Linked DNA regions of Rattus norvegicus: region 2 is linked to region 1. The links are chromatin contacts, called in public Hi-C maps. All regions are on one chromosome and are shown on one strand. The core of a region is the stretch at or near the end of the contact, and the rest is flanking DNA. Distances in the headings are between cores, read along the strand shown.

The links. Hi-C and Micro-C count contacts between places; a contact is called where the count stands out from the background.
Region 2: a Hi-C map of liver shows a contact between it and region 1, with 3 times the contacts expected there. The contact joins the promoter of LOC120103001 here to the promoter of Sfn in region 1. A contact is called at or near these places in 8 of 12 Hi-C or Micro-C datasets (the A7r5 cell line, Schwann cells, frontal cortex and 3 more).

What each region holds. Positions count from the first base shown.
Region 1 is chr5:151,110,565-151,113,264 of GRCr8, forward strand. It overlaps Sfn (stratifin), which reads right to left and starts at 1,290. Exons shown (of 1, transcript NM_001416777.1): 1 at 18-1,290. The coding sequence starts at 1,229. The coding sequence ends at 483. It also overlaps a transcript of Zdhhc18 not described here.
Region 2 is chr5:151,356,096-151,358,795 of GRCr8, forward strand. LOC120103001 (40S ribosomal protein S20-like) reads right to left here and starts at 1,356. Exons shown (of 1, transcript XM_063288632.1): 1 at 1-1,356.

The DNA of each region.
Region 1 (2,700 bases), core at 40-2,539:
AATAACTGAAGAAGACCGAGTGTCACAGGGCAACTTTATTGAGTGGTAACATGGTCACACCCAGTAAACGTGTTCCCTCTCATTCACGCACGCACACTCGCACACACTCACACACACACACCCAGCCCTTGCCACAGTCCAGTTCTCAGCCACAGGGGTGGGGAGCCTCGACTCCTAGGATCCAGAAGCAACAGGTGCCCGAGGAAGGCACAGAGGGAGGACACAGGCTCAGGAGTGGTGGTAGGAAGTGGAGGTGCAGAGAGCAGGGGGTGGCCAGGGTTGGGAACACCCACCACACAGCTGCACGAAGAGTGAGATTCCCCAGCCCTGGTGGCCTCAGCTTGGCTGCACCCCATCCAAGGAGCCTTCCAAGTGTGGCAAAACATTCAGGGTTTGGGAGGGGCAGAGTCCTACTCCGTTTAAGTCCTCTCTGCAGGCTGGGGACTGGAGGGCAAGGCGGGACAGGGAGGATGTAGGCTGCTTCAGCTCTGGGGCTCCTCTGGAGCCTCGCCACCCTCTTCCCCAGCATTGTCGGCTGTCCACAGCGTCAGGTTGTCTCTCAGCAGCTGCATGATGAGGGTGCTGTCCTTGTAGGAGTCCTCACTGAGGGTGTGCAGATCGGCCATGGCCTCGTCGAAGGTGGTCTTGGCAAGTGAGATGGCCTCCTCGGGGCTGTTGGCTATCTCGTAGTGGAAGACGGAAAAGTTCAGGGCCAGGCCCAGGCGTATGGGGTTGGTGGGCGGCATCTCCTTCTTGCTGATGTCCATGGCCTCCTGGTAGGCTGACCGGGCAGAATCGATGATGCGCTTCTTGTCATCACCAGTGGCCACCTCAGCTAGGTAGCGGTAGTAGTCACCCTTCATCTTCAGGTAGAAGACGCGGCTCTCAGCCTCTCCAGCCCCTTTGATGAGGTGGGAGTCCAGCAAGCCTAGCACGGTGTCGCACACACCTCTGAGCTCGGTCTCTACCTTCTCCCGGTACTCTTTCACCTCGGGGCCCTTCTCTTCAGACCCCTCCTCGTTGCTCTTCTGCTCGATGCTGGACAGGACTCTCCAGGCCGCTCTCTGGCCGCCCACCACGTTCTTGTAGGCCACGGAGAGCAGGTTCCGCTCCTCGCAGGAGAGCTCCTCACCCTTTTCCACGGCACTCTTCATGAAAGCTGCCATGTCTTCGTAGCGTTCGGCCTGTTCGGCCAACTTGGCCTTCTGGATCAGACTGGCTCTCTCCATGACTCCGAGGATGGACAGACAGGCGGACGAACTGGCTGCCTTGAGACCAATGCTGGATTCTGCGGCTCCCTTGCTCTGGGCCGGCCTTTTGGCTGGGGTGGTGTGGCCCTGAGCAGGGTTGGGCGTGGCCTGGGCGGGCCTGGGTCCTGCCTCCTCCTCTTCTCTCCACACCCTTTCCGGCTCTACCTTAAAGGTAAAAGGGCTGGGATGGGAGGGGTGGGATGAGTCATCAGGACAGTCAGCAGGAGAAACCTGGCCACGGGTCCCACCTGAACAGGCACCTTTCGGCTCCAGACTGCCCCCTGCTGCTCAGAGCTGCATTGCAGGAGCGTTTTGGATTACCAAATCAGATTGTCTTTCAGGGTGCTCTTTCCAGGCAAGAATGGCTTCAGTCACTGGGTTGCTTTGGCCCAGGCGGAGCCCAGTGAGCGGGTACAGAGGGCGGGATAGTTCAGGCGAGAACTCATGTATGGTAGGGCTGTACAGTTTCCCAAAAACTTGAGCATGCATGATCTGAGGCAACCCCACCCCCACCCCCTCAAATTGGCTCTGTAGGACTGTAGAAGTGAACTATCAAGTCTCGAGGGGTGAACCAGCTTGAGGTCACAAGCTGCCAGCTCCCTTAAACCCCTCCCCCTCCTTGCGCCCTCTTTCTTTTGGCTCTTCTTGGGAGCCATTAGCTGGAAGTGAGAGCTGGACTACTTTCTGAGTCAGCCTGAAGATAGCGCTGTCCCTTGGTCCCTGTTGTCCCTCAAGATGCCCTATGAACACCCGGAATGCACAGGTGGCATTTCAGGGTGCCACTTAATGAAGTGTTTAACGAGCGGCCTCTGACGCTCCGGCCCAGCCTTTGTAATTAGTCACCCAATACGTTTGTTGGACACCTTCCCCCTTACAGCACAATTTTCCCTTTCAAGTTGGTGGCCTGTTGACACTTGTCAGAGATTTTACTCTCTGGTTCTCCACATCAAGTCACCTGTCCCTTCCAAGCTGCCTGTCGTCATGTGTCGGCAGGGCTCCCAGAGGGCGGGGGCCTAGCTCTTTGACTGTCCCACTCCCCTGCCTGACTCAGATTACCTGTGTCAGAGGCTGGGAAGCAGGCCACTTGGGTGCTCAGTCCAGTTTGGTCCCCCAGGGGGGACGCTATCAACCTGGGGAGGAAGACAGGGCTGGAAGAACGGAGCCAGTAATGACACATACCATTTTGTTTTATGGAGCAGTGAGTGATTCCAGCTCAGTGAGATCCCCCACTTGGCTCCCAGAGGTTCTCCAGTCCCTTCCTGACCCTGCCTCTGACCCCTGAGAGAAACCTCCTCAGAGATGGATCTCACTTACTTGGTTCCCAGCCTTCCATACCTGCTTGGTTGGGCCCTATTTTCAAGCCCTATTAAAAGAATGGGCATTGAGGGTAAAGTTCCTGCTTATGTCTAACCCCCCTGCCACCCCCCCCACACCCAAAGTTTAGATGGGA
Region 2 (2,700 bases), core at 106-2,605, 250 kb after region 1:
TCCTGTTGTAAATGTAAGACTTGTTTGAGTCCGGTGATTGGAGCCTGAAGCGCAGCCTTAGTCTGAGTTAGTCCCTCTACCACTGTGATTAGCAGAGGTGCAGGAGGAATGGACGGCATTGGGGGCAAATAGGGTGGGGGGTGGGTAGGTCTGGATCTTTGTGTGAAAAAGACTGGAGGTTCCTGTGGCCCGGGCCGTACCTCTCCTCCTCATATTTGGCAGCTTCCTCCTCTAACCCGGCCTCAGAGGCGGGATCTAGTCTTGACTCAGAGGATCTAGTCTTGACTCAGAGAAGCGGCGTAGGCGGTGCCTCTCATTTTTATCTTTGTCTTGGTCCCTAGAGATCCCTTTCAGAGAGGGATAGATGGTTTTCGAATTTTTAGACATTTTGAGGTCCTCTAGAGAGCGTAAGACTTCGGATGAGGGATTTCCCCCATCCCCAGGCATATCGATGACAATGGAAGGGCAAGGAGAGTGTGGCTCCCCGTTTTTACTTTCACTTTAAGGTGACAGCTGCCACAAAACTTGTAAGAAATCCTCTGCAATAGCTAAGAGGCGGGCACTCTCGCCTCCTTTCTCAGCATCTTTTATAATGTCTCTAATGATACCCCAGTAACTAAAAAATGCCGCGGACACTGGGTCACCGGCTTTCAAGAGCTTATTAATGTCTTGACCAACCTTATTCCAAGTAAGGGGGTGTATATCGGGGCTGCTTAAAATTAACCAAGGACACTTTTCATCAACAAAACAAAAGAATTTGATTAAATCCTTTTTCTTAACTCTTATTCCTCTCTCCCTGAGTGAGCGCTTGATCTCTCCTATGAAACAAGTTTCTTTAGATAATTGCTTCCCCATGACAGTCGGACGACAATTATTCAGCCGTTCGTACCTCCCTCTCCAGCAACGCACTAGCGATGCGGCCTGAAGAGTCTTGTCTTTTTGTGGATCCTTTGTCTCCGTTGTCCAGTAGTTGGCCGTGCTTCAGGTCCCTGTTCAGGCGCCACTTGACCAGTTCAGCAGGTCCAGTTATTCAGGGTCCTGAAGAGGCACTACCTGAGGGTCAAGGGGGGGAGAAAAGAAGGAGACCAAGGAAGGCTCTATTGTCAAGGTCTCGTTTATTGGGGCGAGCGTTATAGCTTATAAGGTTTTCAGATAGGGGGAGTGACCTTTGTGAAACACAAAGGAGGGAGGGGCGAGGGCATTCTTAGCAGCAATAGCAGGAAGAGAAGAGGTCATGCAGTGGAGACATCTGGTGTTTGCTCAGGCTGAAACATCCTGTGATTGTTCCTGGAATCTTCCTGTGCCGTCAGTTCGTGGGAAAGGCTTTTGTCCAACAATCTCATAATCTTGCAGCAGCCATCTTAGGGCTGAGCGTTCTGTGACTGTTTAGCTCAGAATGGCTCCCTACAAATCGAGGCCTGGGTGCTTAGTTGAAAGGCCTTCCGGTAGGAGGCAGGGGTTGGGGCCAGGCCTTGGAGGTTCTTTAGCTGTAAGCTTCTATGAGTCATGAGTTGAAATTTAGCCTTTACACGAGGTCAGATACAGGGCATGCATAGGGCTAAGATAGACTTAGGCTCAAAGCCTGCCTTCCTGGCGTATACATGCCTGAGACAGGAGGGGTTTTGAATGGAGGAGCTCAAGGCAACGAGGCTGCCTGGGCACTAGGAAATAGTCCCTTTTCCAAAGACAAAAGACACAGGCCTGCAGAGACAATTGCCACCCAACCTAAAGCCCTGTGATCCCCAGATAAGAGAGAACCAACTTCTGTATGATGTCCTCTGACCTCTACCTATATGCTTTGCCACGGGTGACCGCACACATGAACATACACACACATAAGCCTTTTTTGTCTTTTAAAAGTGGTCTAGCCACCTCCTTGCTTGGACTCCGTGTGTACATTTGTCTTCAATGTCCTTCCCATAAAACCAAAAATGCTTATCTCATGAGACTATACCGCCTCAACTTTGCTAGGTAGCTGAGGCTGACCTCGAACCCCTGATCCTCCCACCTTTTGCTTTCCAAGTGCTGGGATGACGGATATACATGCCCAAAGCTGGCAGTGTTGGAGATAACCCAGCGCTTTGGACGCACGAGGCAGCCGCTCTACCCACAGAACCATCTCCCCAGCCAGCCCCGTGAGAGAGCTTTAGGTACGAATGTGATGACGGCAGAGCCGGCCTGGTGTGAAGCGAGGCTCAGTGGATCACACCTCTCACAAGTGCTTCAACAGAAGGCCAAGCCACACATCAACAGGTCCTCTGCTGACCGGTCATTTCAGAGTTGAGGGGAGGTTTTACATTGATGAGCTGAGGTCCCGAATGTTTGAATACTTAACGTGGGCAGGGAGCCAGGCCTTCCTCTGTCAGGGACTGCTTCCTCTAAGAAAGCAGGATACATGAACAGGCAAAATGCCAGAAATGCCCCAGATGCATGGGGCAGGAAAGGGCTCAGAAGTTTAAGAGCTGCTCTCTCCCAGAGGCCTGAATTCAGCTTCCAGCACCCGCATCAGGTGGCTCCTTAACTGTTGTAACTCAGGTTCCAGGGATCCAATGCTTTCTTGTGACACCAGTACACATGTGGTGCACATAAACCTGTTGTAAATACACTCTGTTGTTGTTTGTTTGAGACAGGGGTTCTCTGTGTAGAGTTCACTGTCCTGGAACTTCCTCTTTAGACTAGGCTGGTAGCCTTGAACTCACA